2 separate regions of the Mus musculus genome follow, and region 2 is linked to region 1. A link is a contact called in public targeted proximity ligation data. All regions are on one chromosome and are shown on one strand. The core of a region is the stretch at or near the end of the contact, and the rest is flanking DNA. Distances in the headings are between cores, read along the strand shown. Region 1 has its middle 19 kb from the start of Mamdc2. Region 2 has its middle 39 kb from the start of Gm34076.

Region 1 (3,805 bases), core at 734-3,233:
CCACCTTTACCTGTGACTATGTCAGCATCCATATATAAAGAAAGCTGCCCTTCCATCTCTCTCTCTCTCTCAATAAACCTCATGTGGAATGGTTTTGCCTGGTGTGGTCCTTCTGAAGCCAATGATCAAGATCATAACAACTACACCATGGTTTCCGCTTACTTGAGGTTCATATTGTTCTCTGTGTTTGTATTTTATGCCAGGGGACAGCATGGGTACTTGGGAGAAATCACTGAATTCTACTTTGTTCTCGCTTGGCTTCTAAGGGGATACCCTGCCTTATTTCTAAGTAGTCAATCATCAAAGCTTATGGCTACTATTTAGTGCTTATTATCTAGTGTGCATTAGGCTGATACTAATCATTTCCCATGCCTTATCTTGTTTAACTCTAGGACAGAGTAGTCAGTGTCAGTTCGTGTTTACAGAGGACAGTGAGGTTCTTAGAGGTCAGTGAATTTGTTTGAAGTCCCAAAGCTGAGACTTGATGTAGCTGAGATTTGAATCCATGTAATTTGACTTCAAATATAATGCTCTTCAAACTGTAGTTAGTAATTCTACCACTACGGTACTGGTGCAGAGTGAGCCCCTGATGCAGAGTAAGTATTCTGCCACCAAGCCAGGCTGGTCTGGGATCAGTAAGGCTTAACAAAGAAAAACTTGTTAATCATGGAATTGACCATGAGTTTTTAATAGGAACAGACTGGGCATCCAGACAGCTTTTTGTTTTCCTTCAATTCGTTTTTGAATTGACTGTTAAAAGATTTTTAGAACTGTTGAAGGAAAGTACTTGGAACTTGAGATCAGATTTTAGGAAAATGGGAGATTTCTTTTCTACCGTTATCCCCCGGGGTTTGGAGTTTCCTTGTGCTCAGAATGGCTACTTTGACTTTGTCACCGCATTATAATGGATGTTTGCTCTTAAAATACAGCATTTTTTCCCTCACACTACAATGGCAAATTTTGTTTTGCCTATTTATCAATGTAAAACAAATTCCCTTCAACAGGGTAACGTAATAAGGGTCCATGTAACTCCAAGGAAGGATTTAGTGAGACCCAGTCAACACCATAATTCTTCCCCTCTGATTAACATTTTAGCTGAAGGAAGAACAATAAATCATTAATATAACCCCTAAAGTCTAAACAAAAACTTATTGCTTTAGAATATATTAATTTATTTTTAATGCTCATGTCCATTTTAGAAGAATGGCTTAGTGACAATATTTTAACTACTTAAAATGATAACGACCACTCTACCAATCCGTCATCTGAAGTCAAATGCTGAACTCAGCTACAATTGCTCATTGTATTCTCTGCTGTAATGAAATTCCTTAACAATGGCATATTTATAGCTTAAATGGAAAAGGTCACCTTCTTTTGTATATTGTCCTCCTTTAATTAACTCTGGGGTCTTTGAAAGCAATTTAGGCCTGAAAGTCTTGACGGATTTATCATTTTTTTCCTCTTAAAGTAAAACAAATGCCACTTATATGTAAAGGATTAGGCTACCTTCTTCAACTTCAGAGTGGCCTTTGAATGTCATGCATTTGAGAGATTCTTGGAAAAGGATGCCTGAATTCAGTCTGGCAGCTTAATTGCATGAGAATGAACAAGATTAGGAAACAAAAACAACAGTTCTGGCAAGAAAGAAAGACTGGCCCTCTTGCCCATTTGCAGAGTTACTTCCCCTCCTCTGTATTCAATACCAACAGGTCACCAAGACAACAGGAGGCAGGAGGCACTGGGTGGAGTAGCACAACCATTGGGAACCAGTGTGTTTCAGTTTTTGAAAGCCATAACAAGGACTATGCCACCTGTTATACACAAAGTTTCATTTCATTATTTGGACTAATGCTTGTGCACAAAAGTGGATATTTGATGATACTTGCTGACTATGTTGTTTTACAGACTCTCTAGAAATTTGAAAGGAAAGTTGTCTGCTCTTGACTTCCACATTCAACAGACTGAGTCAATAGTCAGTGAATTTAATGGACTTAATGCGTCCCGAACACTTGGTGGTAAGGCTACTGTGATGTTTTCACTGTAGAGCTAGGAAAACCAAACAATCACAAGCTGAAGAGATTTGTTCCAGGTCAATGGGAGATTGGGGGGGGGGGGGCGGGGGGCACGTCAAAATACCCTGTGCTCATTTGCCATTTGGTTACTCTCTCCTTCATTCATGGTTCCATTGCCAATGTCTTTTTCTCTAAAGAAGAAGAAAACGATCCTGAAACCCTTTCTCCAAATACAGCATGCTTTTGATAGTTTCTCTATCCACAAATCTATTCTACTATTCTTGATTCCAGGGAGGATAAATTCCTAGGGGTTCAAATCCAAGCATTTCTATTACTACTGCTGAGTCTCACATAGACTACCAGTGACAGCCAGCTCACGGGATTCTCCTCTTATGTAAGTTGGGGGAGGGAGGGAAAGTGAGGCAGAGATGAGGAGATGGGGAAGTGGTATTGAATCCACCCTGCTACTGCTCAGTAGCTCCTGGAAGAATGGCAAGCCCGAATGGGTTTCAGTTCTCTTTCAGATCTACAGCATTTCACATCCTCATAGCCACTGAGTGTGACTTTGAATGCTATCCAAAGGCTCTTCTACTATTTCTGTCAATTTAACCTGTGTGTCTATGCACACATGGATAAGGCCATCTTATAGTTTGAGAACAGGTCTCTCACTGAACTCAAACTCATCCTGTCTCTGTCCAACCCTGTACGGGAATCAGAGGTGAATGCTGTTACCCCACCCCCACGCCCCTCCCCGTGTGTGTGTGTGTGTGTGTTATGGTGGGCTGGGGATTCAATTCAGGGCCTTGGGCTTACATGGCAAGCACTTTACAGACTGTTCCATTTCCCCCTAAACCTTCATCAAGGCCCATTAGATCTTCAGTATGACTATTGGAAATTGAGAGAAACTACAGTAAGCCAATGTCACAATGCAAGCCTTTAAAGGGGTCAGAAAATATAGATTCCATACCAAGGACCAACAGATTGTCAGTAAAATCTGGTCAATTTTAATAGAGGCTAGAATACATTAAAGTAAGTATGTCCATATTATAAGATTTGGAAACACATCTCTGGAGGAGTCTGTAAGGACATTTCCAGAGAGGTTTGACTGAAGTTGGAGAACCCACCCTGAATGTTCATGGTACATGATTCCATAGGCTAAGGTCCCACTGTGAATTAAAAGAATGTAAGTGTTCATCTTTGTTTCCTAACAACAGGTGCAATGTAACTAAGCTATACCTTCTCTGCCACGATAGACCATTTCCCTTCTTAAACCCTGAGTTCAAAGAAACCCTTTCTTCCTTAAGTTGCTGCCTTTGGGTATTTTAACAGAGAGAGAGAGACAGAGAGAGAGAGAGAGAGAGAGAGAGGAAGGGAGGAGGGGGGAAGAAGCAGGCAGGGTGTAACTGATGTGGAGTTCTCTCCAACTGTGAACATGTGTACATTATTTTAACTCATATTTTAACTGTCATAATGTAGCTTTATTTAGCTCAGTCATTATCAACATTTATAGTTATAGGTCTGGTTTGGTTTTTTGAGTTTGATTTTGGGGTGAGTAATTTGCCTTGAAGGTTTTAAGATCTTCTTGACTCCTTTTCCCTGGCAGTTCATAAAGCTATACCTCGGTAGGCGTCTATTTCATGTGTTGTTCTGGGAATTTTATGAGCTATTCAGTCGATAAAGTCACAGAATTTTTCTTAAATTATTAATTTTTTTCATTCATTTTTCTTTGTTCTCTTTTTCTCCAATTCTTTGCAGATATTGATCTTCCTTGATTACTTAATACAGTGTTGTTT
Region 2 (4,126 bases), core at 751-3,250, 490 kb before region 1:
TACCACTTTAACCACTGGAAATTTAAAGTTGAGTGAAATACATTAAACATAATTTGCATTGCTGCATGTTGAACTTCATTCAGGACCTCCCATGGGCAAGATCAGTCTGCCGCTGAGCTGACTACCTGGCCCGAGCTGCTGTGTGTGCGTGTGCTTGTATGTGTTCCAGTGTTAAATGTATGGGTGGGCATGCACACATGGAGACGTGTGGAGGCCAGGGGTCGTATCAGCAAGTGTTCCCCTCAATTACTCTGCAGCTTATTTTTTGAGACAGGGCTCCTCAATGACCCTAGAGCTCATAGATTCAGCTAGACTGCTAGCCAACAAGCCCGAGGGATCCTCTCTCTTCACATCCCCAATGCTGGAAATAGACTTTTTACCTAGTGCCAGGGACAGAACCCAGGTCCATTATGCTTATGTGGCAAGCACCTTATTGGCTAAGTCTTCTCCCTCAGCCACCTTAGTTGTTTTTAAGTGAGAGGTTTAGTAACCAATGTAAAATACACAATTAACCCTCAGGGCTCACACAGTCTGCAGAGTCTTTAAAGAAGGGATCACTTCGTATCAGGGGACCGAAACCCTAGGAGTGCATTTGCATTCAACATTGGAGGAAGGTTATGTTTTCTGCGTGCCTTAACGTCTTGTTCATTAACAAAATTAACCAACCACTTTGCTTCCTATAGGTGATGTGTTTATAAAAAAAAGATAAAGAGAAGGGGGATTTGTTCTATGGGGGGGTGGTGGTGAGGTATGGGGCAAGCAGGGTGTCTCAACGGGCTCATGCCAAGGCATCCCTTCCCCCTGGGGGACCAGTCACAGGACAGTAGAGTATAGTATAGAATAGAGTTTATTCAGGGCGTGGGAAGGAGAGTTAAGAGGGCAGCAGAGGCAGAGAGCAAGAGTAGAGGAGTAGAGGGCCCCCATGAGCACGTGGAGAGAGGGGGGAGGGGGAGGGGACAGAGGAGGGAGCAAGAAGGCAAGAGACAAAGAGGGCAAGAGACCAAGAGAGGGAGGAGTGGGGCAAGCAGCCCCTTTGATAGTGGGTCAGGCCCACTTGACTGTTGCCAGGTAACTGTGGGGAGGCGCATACCTGGCTATTGCCAGTTAACTGTGGGGTGGAGTTTAGACAGAATGCTAATAATAGGTCCTCCTGCGCTAACAGTTTTTTGACGTCCCTTTCAGCTGCAAACATTGTTAGTACTAGACACACAGGCCTCACAAGATGAACGCGCTCAATGAGGTCAAGTGACCGAAGAGCAGATAAAGTAGGACTTTTAGAAGAGTAAACCTGGACACTATGCCCCTCCTTAGATTTGGGAACAAAACACCCATGGAAGGAGTTACAGAGACGGAGTTTGGAGCTGAGATGAAAGGATGGACCATGTAGAGACTGCCATAGCCAGGGATCCACCCCATAATCAGCATCCAAACGCTGACACCATTGCATACACTAGCAAGATTTTATTGAAAGGACGCAGATGTAGCTGTCTCTTGTGAGACTATGCCGGGGCCCAGCAAACACAGAAGTGGATGCTCACAGTCAGCTAATGGATGGATCATAGGGCTCCCAATGGAGGAGCTAGAGAAAGTAGCCAAGGAGCTAAAGGGATCTGCAACCCTATAGGTGGAACAACATTATGAGCTAACCAGTACCCCGGAGCTCTTGACTCTAGCTGCATATATATCAAAAGATGGCCTAGTCGGCCATCACTGGAAAGAGAGGCCCATTGGACTTGCAAACTTTATATGCCCCAGTACAGGGGAATACCAGGGCCAAAAAGGGGGAGTGGGTGGGCAGGGGAGTGGGGGTGGGTGGATATGGGGGACTTTTGGTATAGCATTGGAAATGTAAATGAGTTAAATACCTAATAAAAAATGGAAAAAAAAAAAAAAAAAGAGTAAACCTAGCGATTCTGCAAGCCTCGCGGTGGCTTGGGGGCAGTGCTGGGTGAAGGGGTGGAGCTTCCCAGGGGCGGGACTTGATGCGGGGCGGGGCTTGCCCAACTAAAGCTAGCGGCTCAGAACAGGCTCATTCAGGTTCCCTCTGGTGAGCCTCCAGTTGTGGAGCCTTGTCTTTTGAGCAAATACAGAGATCAGGAAGGTAGCTCCTGCTTCTCTCCCTGTCGGGTAAGGAAACCGAAGTATCTCCTTTGTCTTTAAGACCCCACTAAAGAACGTGGTGCTACCCAGCTTAGGTGGCCCCTTTCCCTAGCGATGAGGGTGAGTGTTGTGGAGGATAGCTCAGCTGGCAGCGAGGAAGAGAGAGGGCCAATGCGAGGCTGGGCCTCTTGGTGAGGAGGGTGCAGCCCGGGCCATGGAGATTCTCTTTGTAGGATTAGCCTGCCAGGGCCTCTGTGTGTGTGTGTGTGTGTGTGTGTGTGTGTGTGTGTGTGTATCTCATGCAACTCCGGTCAATAGCATAGGTAGGCCAGGTGAGCCAGGAAGAGTGGTCTGTGACCTTTACAAGAGAACGAACTTGTGTCATCTCACACGAGGGAGAGAGGGGGATGAGGGGGGAAAGAAGACTAGCAGGAAGCAGATTCCTGTTGTAGCTCTCATCCTTATCTCAGTTCTCAGACGGAGGAGCGCCTGTGTTGTTTCTTCAGAGGTGACTGGGTAGAGTGTTTTTAACACTGGTGACGGGCAGGGGGAGGATCCAGCATAGGCAGGGCCACTGGGGCAGTAACTGATTTCTTAAACCTTAGGGTCTTGGGCTATAAAGGAGAAGCGGCCTTTGCCTCCTGCAGGTGTTGTAGAGATTAAACTATCTATAGCACTTTGATAGGGATCTGGCCCAGATGCCTTGGCCTAGAACCAGCTGAGACTCATCGTTTGTACGTGTTAAATCTATCTCTCCACTCGACCTAGCAGGCTGCGATGGGGCACTCTGCTCTATGTGATGGGAGAAGAGGCTCTGCCAGGGTTTAGATTTAGTCGACCCCCAAAGTGGAAGTAAGGAAGCTTTGGGCTGGTATTGCGGGCCTCCGGTATGGCTGGGTGGAGGAGGAGACTAAAGAGCCACAGCGGAGTGAAGGTGATCTGGCCAGGGCACACCTACCTCCAGGAGGGGACAGTCTTGGAGGAATGCGATTGGCTGTTGAGTTACTTCCTTCTAGAGCAGGTGGTTAAAAAGCGAGGACACCCATGGGCTTGGCCGCTTCTGCAGGCCACTGGCTCGCTTTCTGCTTTTCCACAGGGGCCTCTGGACAGGACAGTGGTATGAGGCTGCTCGGATCTTCTAGAATTGTGAGTCAAGTGATTTTCTTTTGAAGTGATTGTCCATCTTTGTTCTCATAATTTAAAAAATGACATTAATATATTATTATTATTATTATTATTATTATTATTATTATTATTAACTGAAATTCTCAGAAAAAAAGACTCTACCAGGCTGACTGACTGATTACAACTTTGTGTTTGTGGAGAGCTGAGATGTTAACAGAGCCCAGATCAAACTATGTTGGGGTTCTTTTTAGCTTTCCTTACTAGCAATCTATGGCACCCATCTCTGTGTCTGGCCTAGATCCTTGGGACTGTCCCATGAACCCTTTTAGGATTTAACACATCACCGCTTTCTACCAATGCTAAGGAACGCGTCAGATTCCGCCCATGCATTTGAAAAGTGCGTGGATCTATAGTTCTCATTTGTTCTATAATTATGAAGACTCCATGAAACTGTTACCACATTGATCCTGGCATTTGATAGCTGCATTCCTAGGTTATGATAGCTCACATCTGGTTCTAAAGCAGTGATTCTCAACTTTCCTAAGGCTGTGACCCTTTAATAAACATAAAATTATCTTTATTGCTACCTCATAACTGTAATTTTGCAACTGTTGTGAATATAAATATGTAAATATGTAAAAATAATAATGTAAATATCTGACAGGCAGGATATCTGCTATGGGACCCCTGTGAAAGTCCTTCAAATCCCAGAGACGGTCATTATCCACAGGTTGAGAACCACTGCTCTTGAATAAATTCTCTCTTCCCTTTGAGATTAGAGCTCAACTTCTGTATTAGTCAGGGTTGTCTAGAGTCACAGAACTTATAGGTCATCTCTATATAGTAAAGGAATTTGTTGATGACTTACAGTCTGCAGTTTGACTCCCAACAGTGGTCAGCA

Evidence for each region.
Region 2: a contact with region 1 is called in a targeted proximity ligation map of embryonic stem cells, with 4 times the contacts expected there. A contact is called at or near these places in 1 of 484 Hi-C or Micro-C datasets (olfactory sensory neurons), 3 of 130 datasets of targeted methods (astrocytes and embryonic stem cells) and 1 of 9 other capture datasets (embryonic stem cells).

What each region holds. Positions count from the first base shown.
Region 1 is chr19:23,465,874-23,469,678 of GRCm38.p6, reverse strand. No RefSeq gene overlaps it. Among named protein-coding and RNA genes, the nearest start is that of Mamdc2, 19 kb to the right of the region's middle.
Region 2 is chr19:23,954,680-23,958,805 of GRCm38.p6, reverse strand. No RefSeq gene overlaps it. Among named protein-coding and RNA genes, the nearest start is that of Gm34076, 39 kb to the right of the region's middle.